3 separate regions of the Hordeum vulgare genome follow, and all the other regions are linked to region 3. The links are chromatin contacts, called in public Hi-C and HiChIP or PLAC-seq maps. All regions are on one chromosome and are shown on one strand. The core of a region is the stretch at or near the end of the contact, and the rest is flanking DNA. Distances in the headings are between cores, read along the strand shown.

What was found. Hi-C and Micro-C count contacts between places; a contact is called where the count stands out from the background. HiChIP or PLAC-seq counts read pairs in DNA pulled down with a chosen protein or histone mark.
Region 1: an H3K4me3 HiChIP or PLAC-seq map of embryo shows a contact between it and region 3, with 8 times the contacts expected there. The contact joins the promoter of LOC123424709 here to the promoter of LOC123424710 in region 3. A contact is called at or near these places in 1 of 6 Hi-C or Micro-C datasets (seedling) and 1 of 1 datasets of contacts at active chromatin or transcription factors (embryo).
Region 2: a Hi-C map of leaf shows a contact between it and region 3, with 1.8 times the contacts expected there. The contact joins the promoter of LOC123424707 here to the promoter of LOC123424710 in region 3. A contact is called at or near these places in 2 of 6 Hi-C or Micro-C datasets (leaf and seedling).

What each region holds. Positions count from the first base shown.
Region 1 is chr2H:39,479,425-39,483,594 of MorexV3_pseudomolecules_assembly, reverse strand. LOC123424709 (B3 domain-containing protein Os07g0679700) reads right to left here and starts at 2,597. Exons shown (of 12, transcript XM_045108376.1): 1 at 2,111-2,597; 2 at 1,297-1,378; 3 at 1,105-1,212; 4 at 298-1,037; 5 at 87-183. The coding sequence starts at 2,247.
Region 2 is chr2H:39,417,181-39,421,621 of MorexV3_pseudomolecules_assembly, reverse strand. It overlaps LOC123424707 (vacuolar-sorting receptor 1-like), which reads right to left and starts at 2,606. Exons shown (of 12, transcript XM_045108375.1): 1 at 1,781-2,606. The coding sequence starts at 2,606.
Region 3 is chr2H:39,616,588-39,620,855 of MorexV3_pseudomolecules_assembly, reverse strand. LOC123424710 (transcription factor RF2b-like) reads right to left here and starts at 1,879. Exons shown (of 4, transcript XM_045108377.1): 1 at 1,232-1,879. The coding sequence starts at 1,743.

The DNA of each region.
Region 1 (4,170 bases), core at 1,348-3,847, 140 kb after region 3:
CAAAGTGAAATCAAAACGTCTGGCAACAGCATACTAAAATTATGAAGAGAGAGTAGAAGGGTTGCCATAAAGAAGAGACATATCACCTCAGCACAGGCTTTTGGAAGAACAAGTCGTCCTATGCGGCCTGCATCACTAGCGCTTAGAACCTTCTCAAACAGTGGAACGATGGTTGAATTTGAACTTCCAGAAGAACACAGTCAAGGAAGACAACACAATATCCACAATAAAAACAAGGTACAGAACATATTTAAGTATCAATGATGCCAAGGAGTTGAAAATATATGTTAAGGATACTCTCCAGAAATTTGCTGCAGCTCTTGGTCTGTTATTCTTGGCCAATAACGAGGAAGTAACTGATTGCGACCCCTTCCTTCAGCAGGTGGTCTGGCAACACGAAGATTTGGAAAGCCATCTTTCATTGGGTCAAAAGCAGCGCCATCGGCAACCCTTGGTGGTCTGGTGAGAAAATGCCGAGCCCTCTGTGCATGCTGAAATGGGGATAATGCAGTGGCAGGTTCTCTTCCATCAGAAAATGGTGTTGTTGGCGATACCATAGGCCTTTCCATAGTGGAAGTGGCCTCCATCTTGTTTCCATTATTAGCAATCCCCAAGCTCATACTGAGGCATGCCTCTGAAACTGATTCACTTGTTGTGCTATCTGCTGCTGGATCTCTATTATCATCTCTTCGTGTACACTGGGATTGAGGAGACTCTAATGCACTCTGAGGCCTAATTAAGAAAGGCATCCTTCCCATGTCACAAATACTGAGTGTTGGTTGCTCCCACTTAATCTGCCTCGCGCCATTTTCAGTTTCCTTTTGCCTCAAAATGTTACTGCTTTGCCCGAGTTCTAGGTTTTTTACCAAGAATGGATGACTGCTCTTGGTTAGAATAGCAATATCATCATTTCTGGAATCGAGCATAAGGGACGGTGACTCCAACGGTCTACCTGGCAACAATTCATCGCTTTTACCAAAGAGTCTCTGGTTATTTTGAGGAGATAAAAAAAGCTTTGGAGCCACTTGACATGAAACCTGCGGAACGAACAATCAGATTTTGGAAAGGTCAAAAAAATACAGATCGAGCGAGAAAGAAACTTACAGTCACAGATTGAACTCCTGGATTTTTCATGCAATTCATGCATTGAACTCCTCCGCTATCGAGTAGATCAAAGGAATTCTTCGAAGCAACACAACCGCAATGGAGATGCTGAGACAGCGGAGCCCCTTGGAATTAGTGTCGCCAAACAATTTATAGTTGCATGAAATTCAGAACATGTGTCGCAATCTCTACCTTGCCACAAAACGAACAGTCCCTCCAACCAGACTCCTTTTGGTGGAATATGTCGCAGAAGACAAGCTGCTCGAACGCCAACCTGAGTGCAATAGAAATGACACGGTAAGAATCGAAAGGGCCAAAAAATTGAACTGTAAAATGGTAACAGGGTAACAGTAACATCCTACTATTTTGCAGGAAACTTTTCTTAAAATACCAGATTAAACATGTTTCTGCCATCATCTAAAACCAACGGCAAGAGAAATTCCAGTGTGACAGCACCAAATAGTTACTGGCAGTGCCAAGGAAGCAGCAGGTCCGAGTCAACCATACCATACAGCAGACAATGTTTCCTCAGGCAAGCACCGGCTCCGAGTCAACCATACAAGGCACAGAGATGACTTTTGGTACCAAGCAGCAGGCACAAGCTTATACTGGCATACAGGATCAATTCCCCCACAATTAAGCTGCTGCAAGCAAGCACCTTTTGTGTCGGCCCTGAGCGACCGAACGATTACCCGAAATCTGAATTCGACACGAGCTCCACACAAGAGCAAGTAGTAAGTAGTGATTATCATCCGTTCTATGTCGCTGGTAGGTAGGTATATCCAGGGAAGCTACAGCGGAGTCAACCCCGCTTTTCTGAGGAGTGCTACTAGTACAGGCGCGAGGCAAAAAGGAAATCCACAGATTGCCCAGCCGCGGCTAGGAACAAAACATCCCTTCTCCCCGGGAGGAAAAGGCGGGGGGGTCGAGACGAATCGATTCGTCCGGCCAGCGAGCCAGCCATCCCATTCGGAACAGAGCAGAGCAAGCGCGGAGGGAGGCGTACCCGCACTTGTCGCAGAGCAGGGCGAAGCCGCCGGATCGCAGCGGCCAGCCCTTCCGCCACTCGCCCACCCCGGCCGCCGTCGGGGCGGGCGCGCCGCACGCCGCGTTCATGCACCTCGCGGCGCCCATCCCCGCCATGGCCGGCCGTCGCGCGCGGGCGAATCCGCCGCCCTCCCTCCGATCAAGCCGCTGCTTGCCCCCCGCCGAAAAGGGAAGGCTGAGCCCGCCTCGGCTCGCCGCACCACCCACCCCTCGGGATACGGAGGGAGGAGCTGAGGAGGGACGGGGGCTGCGCGCGCGCGGTGGGGGAGGCGTAGTTTTCCGCTGGATGTGGAGAGAGCAACCGACGCACGATCGGTGGCGGCTGGCGCATGCGGTGCGGGCAAGCCAAGTGAAGGCAAGGCAAGGACAAGGACGAGATGGGGGGAAGGAAGGAAGGAAGGGATGGATGCCCGAAGCAGCTTCAGGCAGTAATGTAAACTAGCACTCCTACACTACATACTCCAACTCCAAACACTAATGGTACCAACTGAAAACGACGACTGGGATTTTTTTTTAGGGGCGTGGGGTGGTAAAGCGAGGCGAGCGTGGCTTTTTGTTCCTGTGCGTGCGTGCGTGCGTGCATGCACGACATGCCATGCTTTTCTATGAGTTTGGTTTCCGCCCCGCTGGCCGTTGCTCCCCTCCACGACGTCGCAGCTCGCAGCCATGCCAACCAGGAGCAGGAGCGATCCGTCGTCAGGTTCATTACTATCTATCTATCGCCGACGTGGCCGGGCCGTGGTAGAAACGAGGGCGCTCCTACTTTTGCGCGTGCGTGACAGGGTACAGGGTGTTCAGTCTAGTTTATTGCGGATTGTTCTCCCGGAAGAAAACAAAAAGGCAGACGATGAACTGCATGCGTGTCCGTGCCTCTGTGGACGCGACCTGCATGCAGCCTCTGCCTCTGCTCCGCACCGAATTCAATGCGAGTGGGGGATTTTTAATTTTAGAATGCCAGCCTGACGCCGACCCGCCCGCCGGCCTTCAATGCCTCCGGCTCCGGCGCCGGCCGGCCCGCCCGTGACGTCGCCTTCAGGCGAGTAAAACGTCGCGCGCACGTTTAATTCCGGCCGGCCTCGGCGGCGGCGCCTCCTGAACGTGTCGTACTACTGCGTGCCTCCGGCGCGGCACACGCTCTCACGCACGCATCGCACGCAGAAGCAGCTGATGGGGCGTTGGAATCGAAGGCGTCGTCGATCGGGTCACCGGGAGCGGCCGTCGCCGTCGGAGCACAGGACGTGGACGGGTGGGGCGCTGGGTTTCCCACGACGTCACGTGAGCGGCTGCTGCTATGCTACGCTATCCCATCCACCGCGCGCGCCTGCTGCCTACGTCGCGCGTATGCCTCGGCGACGAGATGCTTGCGTCACGCATGATGCCGTCGGCCACCTCCGGCTGGCCGCCGGGACCCGGAGGCCGACGTCGGGTGGTGGTGGTACCGTGGTAGTGGTAGTAGTACCGCCGGTGATGTGGACGTGGAGTACGAGCGGATCGGAGCAGGAGCAGTAGCAGTAGCAGTACGTACTACGTAGCCAGCGTCTGCGTGGCCAGGAGAAGAGGCTACCTACGTGCGTGCACCCGACATGGCGCACATCGTCGACGGCGACGGCTCGGGCGCACGGGAGGTGACCGGTGACTGTTTTCCTTTTTCCGGCGACGGCGACGGGGATGGAGACTGAGGTGGTGTGGGACGAGTGGAGAGTGGAGAGGGGAGGGACGAACGATGGGCGCGCATGCATCGGGAGGGGACGGAAACGGGACACGGTGTATACGTGACGTATTATCATATTTCCGCGCAAGTGCTACGACGATGGGATGGGTGGCGTGACTGTCTCGTGGCGTGGGTGTGCGTGGGAGGGCAAGTGATTTGGCAGTTGGTGGGGCCCCGAGCGTATGGTGCCCGGCTGGGTCGTCTTCAGTTATGGAACAGTCGTGTGGTTGGCTGGGTTCAGAAATGCGAGGAACGGCGCAGGTCGGTCGGATCGATCGGGCGTGTCCTCCCAGAGCGAGGCAACCGGG
Region 2 (4,441 bases), core at 1,357-3,856, 200 kb after region 3:
GTAATATAGGAGGTGACTACATGGGCCAACCCAGTCTGGAGATTTTCCTGTTTGAAACGTTTTTATGACTTATAGGCTGCATTGGTGGGTAATTTTAGTCAACTTTAAGGGCAATATGGATGACGTACGGAAGAAGCACTATTTGCTTTATTAATAGGTAAGATAAGACTTGTTCATAAGCAAATATTACAAAAGCAAAGAACTCTTGTTCACAACCATGAACGGCCTGTTCGTCAAGGAGGAGCTGCTGGTACGAGCCCAAATCGGGGAAGTCATCGACGTTGCTATTCAGATCAAAAAAACTGAATCCCCTCCTCAGATTGCCACCGGCGGAGGAGCCCTGGGATGCCGGTTGATGCGAGCGGAACGGAGAGGGGAGCTGCGTCTCGTCGTCTTCATCCATGGCGGCGGCGGCCGAGGGCACTGGCGGCGGCAGGGGAAGGGACGAGCGAGCAGCTGGGAGGGAGAGGCGAGCGCAAGCGGCTGGGCAGGAACGAGCGAGCGGATAAGATGCGTTGCGGGGGAGGGTAGGAAAAGTCCCAAAAAGACCCTTTCACAGGGACTTCTCTAAATAGTCCCAAGTACCCCTTTTAGTCTCTAAAAGTCCCTCATGTTTGTTTCACATGGGACTTTTTTAGTCCCTACGTCAAAAAGTCAGTGGAAACAAACACCCCCTTAGCCTTATCTTCTATAATTAGTTATTCCTAAAAACATGAAGAGACATATTGTGCTAAGAGACCACCTCTTGTCTTCTTTTAAATAAGAGAAGAGAGAAGACACAACCTTTGTTCGAGTTCTCTCTCCTCCACCTCATCATTTATCCTATGTAACACTGCTAAAATAGCATCAACCATCGCAGGAAACTGAACGGCCGGAGGTGGGCAGACAAATTAGTTTTGTCCTTGGCCGACTCATAGCACAATAACCGGACTGAAGCAGAGTTGATAAAGGTGTTAACTAACAGTGCTAAGAGAACCCTCCAACACACAACGAATATGTGGCAAGTGCTACCAAACTGAACGCAGTTATGCAACTACATGTAGGTAGCTGTGGCAAGAACCTCGCCACTCAAAGAACATGAGCAAAACATGTGTTGTTTAATTAGGAACTACTAGGACCGAATTGCATGCCAAAAATGTCCAACAGAAGTATAAAAAGAGGGTGACTCCCAAGTCCCAACTAACCATTTGACCGAACATGTGATCTTTTAACATGTCTTAGATAGATAGCTTCTAATTAATGCACAAGGGGCATCTGTAGCTTGCTGACAAAAATCATCCACCCAAAGAACGTGACCAAGACTGATTATATATTTTTGTACATAAACAGGAGAGATGGATAACCCAATAATATTTTCCAAGGTCCAAATCCTAGCGTCGATCCGCCGGATTACCACTTTAACATCTACTCCCTCCGTACCTAAATATAAGTTTTTTTAGAGTATAGATTCACTCATTTCATTAAAAAAATTACAAACGGGTGTATATAGACATATTTTAGAGTATAGGTTTACTCATTTTGCTCCGCATGTAGTTTTCTAATGAAATTTTTAAAAAAAGACTTATATTTAGAAACCGAGGGAGTATATTAGCTAGTGAGAATGAGAAAGTGTGTGTATTAATTAAACCATTCGTGCATGTAGCTAGCCAGCCGTAATTGCCAGGGCAGATCGTGAAAGGAAACGCGCGCGCGTGCACCGGTCAGACTATTACACGACCGATCGATCGATCTCATCTGACCGGAGCGGAACGGATGAAGGAGAAGGAGAAGGGGAAGTAACCTCCGCGGTCGACGAGGAGGAAGACGGGGAGGCCGCCGGCCTTGGGGTTGAAGGAGAGGCCGAAGTCGGCGAAGGGGTTGCATGCCCTGGCGTTGGCCTTGGGGTAGACGACGACGCCGTGCATGGTGCCCCCGTACTGCGGCATCCCGAAGTTGCCGATGGCGCACTCGTACACGCCCCGCAGCGACGCCGGCGACGTCACCCGCAGGCTGTTCTTCTCCACCACGAACCTCCCCTCCACCGTCGCCGCCGTCAGCGCCACGAGGAGGAGGAGAAGCCGCGGCCTCCACGGCCCCCACCCCGCCGACGGCGACCATCTGCCTCCCATGACGCCTGCTCGCTTGACCGTACCGATGCCCCGATCCCTCTCCCGGGCCAACCCCGTGCACGTACGAGGATCGGATGCGAGGATGGGTCGATGGAGGAACGCGACGGAGTACGGATCGATCTCGGGGAAGGGAAGAGAGGAGGGTGGCGTGTGAGCGGAAAAGGCGATCGAGCGTGGTTTGGGTGCGAAGGAAGTGAGGATGGATTTGACCGGGGGTTGGGAGGGAGAGGCAGTGGAGTGGGAGAGGGAGAGATGTAAGAGAGGAAGGAGGAGGGCGAGGTACGTGGCGGCCTCCTCGATGTCGATGGTGTGGTGTGGGGGGTACGTACGTTGGAACGCTTCCAAGGCTCCCGCCTTTTGCTTCTCGTGTGTTTGTGTTTGTGGCCGTGGCCGTGGCCGTGCGTGGTGACGGGGAAAGCGACGCCCTTTTTGGGACGCTGTCATGCTCATGCTCATGCTCATCCGAGGAGAAGGAAAGACGGAGGGCGTGCCGTGCATGCGCGCGCGTGTGGCGCGCGTGGGAGAGGCGCCTTTGTGTGTGGAGCTAGCGATGGTGTGCGCGTGTGTGGACGGCCAGCGTCGATCGAAACCGTGGGGCAAGGTGGGTTTTCGCTGAGATGAGAGCAATGCTTCGTCCTGGAGCGGCGGAGTTGTTAGGGTTAATACCAATCTACACACCCAAATATGGTTCGAGACGGTGCGTCTTTGTTCTAGTAACTGAGACCACAAAGGTGCTGTTTTCTGGCTCAAGAGTACATCACAGAGGTGCTGTTTTCTGGCTCAGGAGATGGCCGACTTGTCAAAGATGGACTTTTCCACTCACGACACGCGCGACGGGGGGCGACCTCGAACCTTCCGAATCTCATCATTAATGGTTGATCCCCACCACCCCTTCCTCATTACTCCACCGCATCGGCCTCTCCTCCCCTCCCACCAACCCTCATCCCTCATATCTCCCTGTGCGATGGCGGAGGAGAGGTGTGGAGGCCGAGCGAGGCACCTTCGTCCTGCGACGATGGTGGCGGCTCCGATGGCTTTCCCCATGCCGATTTCGGTGGCGCAGCGGCCGGTCGTGGAGCTGCACTGCCCGAAAGCGCGAGTGGAGATGCCGCGGGTGGTCCGGGGGCTCTTCGCCGATTGATCCGAGTGGCCGGAGATCATGGTGGACATCATTCACAGATCCACCTTCGAGGAACGACCGCGGTTCTGCGGAGACGACGGAGGGATGGATTACGAGCTGATCTTCTGGGCATACAGGAGGCAGAGGCTGCAGATCCAATCCAGGCGGCGCGGTAGCGCAGGTTCAAGGCGGAGAGTCCCTCCCGTCTCAACATTCGACCACCACCGGTGCTAGAGCTGTCCCAGCTTCCTCCCGATGTGTTGCCTCCGGGGGTCAGACCGCCCCGCATCCCCTGAAGAATCGCGCTCCTAGCAGACGTCTCCAACATCCGGTGCTTGCCACGGGGGTGCGGGGGCGTCGGGCGGGGGATGAGCTGCTTCGCAACTTCAAACCGCCGCCATGGCCGGGGGATCGCGGTGAGGTTTACACTCACCGTAATCAGGTACCTCGTTTCCGACCAAATTCATACCGCAGTCGTGATTATTCTAAGAAAATTTGTAGCGATCATCTGGTCATCAAATCCGAAGTTAGTTCTCGGGGATTGGATCCTGTGCCTGCTACTCCTAGGGATGAAGTTTCTACTCCGGTCAAATTGCCTTCTCCGGCGACGGAACGGGTTGAGGTTGTGGCCAAATCACCAAAGGCACCTGAGTTCAGTCTGAAAGTGACGGGTCTCGGTCCTTCTCCGGCTCCTGCGCCTTCCATCCGTGGATGTGTGGTCGGGAGGAAAACGCGTTTTCAAAAACCGTCTTCCCTTGTAGGAAACGTATCCGAGGAGGTGACAGAGGAGTTTTTCGGACAACTATGGATTATTCCTTCCCGAGTGTACCGTCGGCCCCATATAAACTCCTCTTCCCCTCCCCCTGAACCCTAGTTTTGCCATTCCTAACACCTTCTGGGTTAGGAAAGATCTCTTCCGATCCATAACATTCACCAGAGAAGATTGCTTCCCCTGAAGCGCCTTTGTCGATTTGACCCTACACCGACCTGCTTCAAACTTTCAGTAGAAGGGATCAAACCTGGATCTCTATCCTTCGCTGAGGTGGTCAAGGGGGGAATGAAGGCTGGACGTCAACAATAGCAGTGGCCGCCGCGCCGCCAACCTAACAAGAAGACAGTGCCTATCCAGGGGGGACAGTCCGAGCCTCCTCAACCTCCCCCTCCTGCTCCTACGAAGCCCGAACCCGTGAACGGAGGGGAGGGGGAATGGCAG
Region 3 (4,268 bases), core at 630-3,129:
TATTTATATAACTTGATTGCAGTAAAAATATTTGCTCGAAAAAAAGCATATGCAATGCTGTTTAATGTACACAAAACAGGGATATATTTAAGTTTCAGCTAGTTATTCCAAAATAAACAACAAATTTAAAAGTCGATTACGATAACTTCATTGAACATCTTGCAGATCATTAACGCATGAAATAAAGAAGGCCTAGAAAATGGGGCAACACCGTAAAACAGTGCAGACCTAAGCAACATGCAACAAATCGCCATCTCCCGCCTCTTTCACTCCACGTGCTTTGTGTATTTAAGAGCTTATTAAATAACTACATGGCAGTAAGAAGATTTTTGGACTAAGATAATAACATATAGAATAAAACACATTAAATAATTATATAACACTACTACATCATACATAACCCCATATTACAGAAACTTGTTGAAACGAAACATATTTATAAGCAGACGTGGATGTAACCAACTGGTACAGGTAGAACCTATATCACAAATACACATGACTAGGTATTGCATAGATAGATCACAGTAAAAAAGATTGAGGGAGAAAATTAACCAATGTATAACCAAACTTGATGTAAGCTAACGTAGGAAATGGTTAATCTGAAACAGAAGAACTATAAATTCAAAGATATGCCCCGCAAGCTTCATTGAATAAGTAGGAGACCGAAAGAAAATGATAACAAAGAAGCCATAGCCAATGGAGAGAAAATACCATAAGAAGGCGGCATGCGACATTCGTTGCCATCTCCCGCCCCTTTCATCCCATGCCCTTCGCTTATTTAAGAACTAAATGCCACGGGCCGCTTTTCGAACAATGACAGCAACTTGGAGAACAACAAAATTAGCATTTGAATCACTTCTATGGGTGCTTGTATTCCAAAAGGAAACCCACATAAGCGAGAAACGTCCGACCCAATTGAGCTGGCCAGCAAGTCCTGTCCTAGGATCTGCCTGTCACTATCCATCCAGATTCAAGACCACTAACACCAACAATATCCCGTGATTTGGTTACGCGATAGTCTAGAACCTGCACTTTTTCTGGCACATTTCTTTGCTTGCAGAATCAAGGCTACCTAGGCCACAACTCTTGCTAGTCCTTCAGGGCGCTCCGTCAATTGTTTATCAAAAGCATAATCAAAAGTAAGAGCTACTTGTAAGTTGTAACCCTAGCATATCCTACCGACCAACCACCAACTCAAAATCCAAGGGAGCCTCGGAATGCGGCGGGTCACCTCTTGGCACGCTTGGGGTCGACGGAGGCGAGCTCAGAGAGCTGCTCGGAGGACATGGCCTTCTTAGCCTCCAGCACGTCGGCGAACAACCCCCCGCCCCCGCCGCCATCCTGCTGGCCCCCCGGCCCGCCGCAGCCCATGGCGAACCCGTCGAAGGACGCGCTGTGGCGGTGCTTGGTGGGGCGCGGCGGCGAGGAGGACGTCTCCGCGGCGCGGTCGCGGGCGGCGCCGGCGATCTTGTCCATGTCCATGAACGTGGAGAAGAGGTCGTCCTCGGAGCCGATCTCGTCGAAGCCCCCGCCGTCGGCGTCCGGGAAGCGGAAGGGCATCTCAGATCTGGCGCGGCGGTGGTGGGACCGCGGCGGCGCCGCCGCCGCGGGGGCCTGGCCCGGCTGGGGGCCGCTGGGGATGGGCGGGAGCGGGCAGGGGTTGGGGTTGGGGTTGGGGCTGAGGTTGGGGCCGCGCCCCGGCGAGGGCTTCGGCGGCTCGCCGGGCTTGGGCGGCATCGCCATTGCGGTGGCTGGCAGCGCAGGCGCGTGTTCCTGTCTCCGGACACTCTGACCCGCGTGCGTGTGGGTCGGCGGAGGCGTAGCCTACGCTCGGTGCAACGCTATGAAAAGTCCTCACACACTCACTCACACTCACAGGCTCACAGCATCTCCACGCCCAACCGCCTAAAAACGGTTTGCACTGTCGAAATAGCAAAATATAGCACGTCCAAGTGTACCGGCTCCGCGGTCGTCGTAAAATATTCCACCCGCCGTCTCAGCAGACGCTGTAAAAAACGCATAGCATGCGTCCAACACAAACAACATACGAGACTACAAACAAGTTTTTTAAATGATCACAAATAAAAATAGTCAACAATAAATAGTTTGCTTTTTCATAATAGTCAACAATAAATAGTTGGACACTACAACATCAAACACATAAATCATCACTCTCATTTCGTTGGTCATTCCATGTCCACCACTCGATTAGATCTTTCTGAAGATCATTATGCGTTTCGGCACCATACCTGGCCAAACGGGCTGGCCCGGCCCGCCATAATCGTGTCAGGCACGGCACAGCCCGCCTGGGCCCGATTAATACACGGGCCGGCCCGGCCCGCGTGCCAGCCTCCCAGGGCCAAGCACGACACGTGGCCTAATCGGGCCGGTCCGCGGCACGTTAATCTCTCGCGTCCCTCTCCCTCACGAAAAAAAACGAAAAAAATTCCTAATCTCCCGCGCCCCTCTCCCTCCCGCCCGCCAGCTCTCCTAATCTCCCGCGCCCCCTCCCTCCTGCCCGCCAGCTGGCCGCCTCGAGCCCCGCGCATCTGCCCCGCTACCCCACATCTGTCGGCCACTCGGCTCCCGCTGCCAACGGTCTGCGCTGACCGCCCCCTCTGCCAACGGTCAGCCCCACGCCCCCTCGCCCCCTCCCGCGGTCCCGCCTTGCTGAATATGCGATGCATGCCTGGATCGTTGATTCGCTGGTCGCCCCTCCTAATCGTGATGTGCCGGGCTGGCACGCGGGCTGGGGGTGGCAGCCCAGGCACAGCCCATGGCGTGCTCGTGCCTGGCCTGGGAACGATTAGGCCGTGCCGGGCCCGGCCCGTGTCGTGCCTGGCCTGCGGGCAGTCGGGCCGGCCCGGCTGGCACGGCCCGTTTGGCCAGGTTTGTTCGGCACGTCGGATGGCAATGATAGGAGGCAACAAATCGGGCCACCCTCGAAGCCCGACGACGCACTCGGGATGTCCCATGAGCTTATGCTGAGAGTAGTCTAAATCTTGGCCACGCTCATTCTAGATGATCATGTTATGCATGATCACACATGCGTGCATGATGTACCAAGCATCTTTTGATCCCAAAATCTAGTCGGCCCTCTCACAATAGCAAATTGGGCTTGCAAATTCCCAAAATCTCTCTCCACATCCTTCCGAGCCGCCGCCTGAGCATTGTGAAAATCTAGATTTTTCTTACCTTTCAGTTTTTTCAACGGCTTCACAAATGTTTGCCACTTTGAGTAGATGCCATCCGCAAGATATTACCCATAGTTGTATGTATGGCCGTTTGCTACAAACTCCATCGATGGCAGTTTACCATGTGCAATCTTATTCATGAGTGATGACTGATTAACAACGTTGATGTCAATCAAAGATCCAGGCATTTCAAAAAAAGCATGCCAAATCCAAGTATCTTGATCGGCCACCACTTCAAGGATTATAGTGGAACCCTTTTTTGGCCGTGGAATTGCCCATGCCATGCCTTAGGACAGTTCTTCCAACTCCAATACATGTAATCTATTGAGCCAAGCATACCTGGGAACCCACGAGCTTTGTTCATCTCCAATAGCCTTGCGACGTCTTCAGCATTGGGAGATCTCAAATACTCCGGGCCAAACACTTGCACAATTTCGACTCTGAAGCGCTTGACACACATGATGGCCTGACTCTCACCCATGGCCAAGTGGTCATCAACTAGATCAGCCGGAATGTCGTATGCCAACATACGCAAAGCGGCTGTCACCTTTTGAAAGGTGTTATGCTCGAGTTCTCCGATGACATTCCTCCTCTGCTGAAAAAAAACAACCATGGCTCGCTCGTTTCTCTACAATGCGCCTGAACAACCCGGTGCTCATCCTAAACCGGCGCCGGAAGTACGACTCGGGGTACACGGGATATCCACAAAATAGTGTCTCATCAATCTGTTGTCGGCATCGATCTTATCCCTCCAAATTTTCTGCCGACCCATAACCGAACAACTGTGGTTCGGTTTTTTATTGATGTGCATAGCTAGGATCATTGTAAGGTCCTCCTCCTCTTCAATATCAAATTCTTCTTCGAAAGAATCATATGACGAACTCATCTACAGTATTGAATTTAAACTAGTCTACAAAACTACAAAAAACATGCACCAAATTCATTTAAAAATGTCAAGTTGAAGCAAGACATACCTTGCAAGCGTTTTGTTGAACACCTTGTGGGCGTCGAGCGGCAGTGGGCGGCCGAGCGCTCTACGTCGGTAGAATGGGGCGCGCGAGGGGCGGCGGGGAT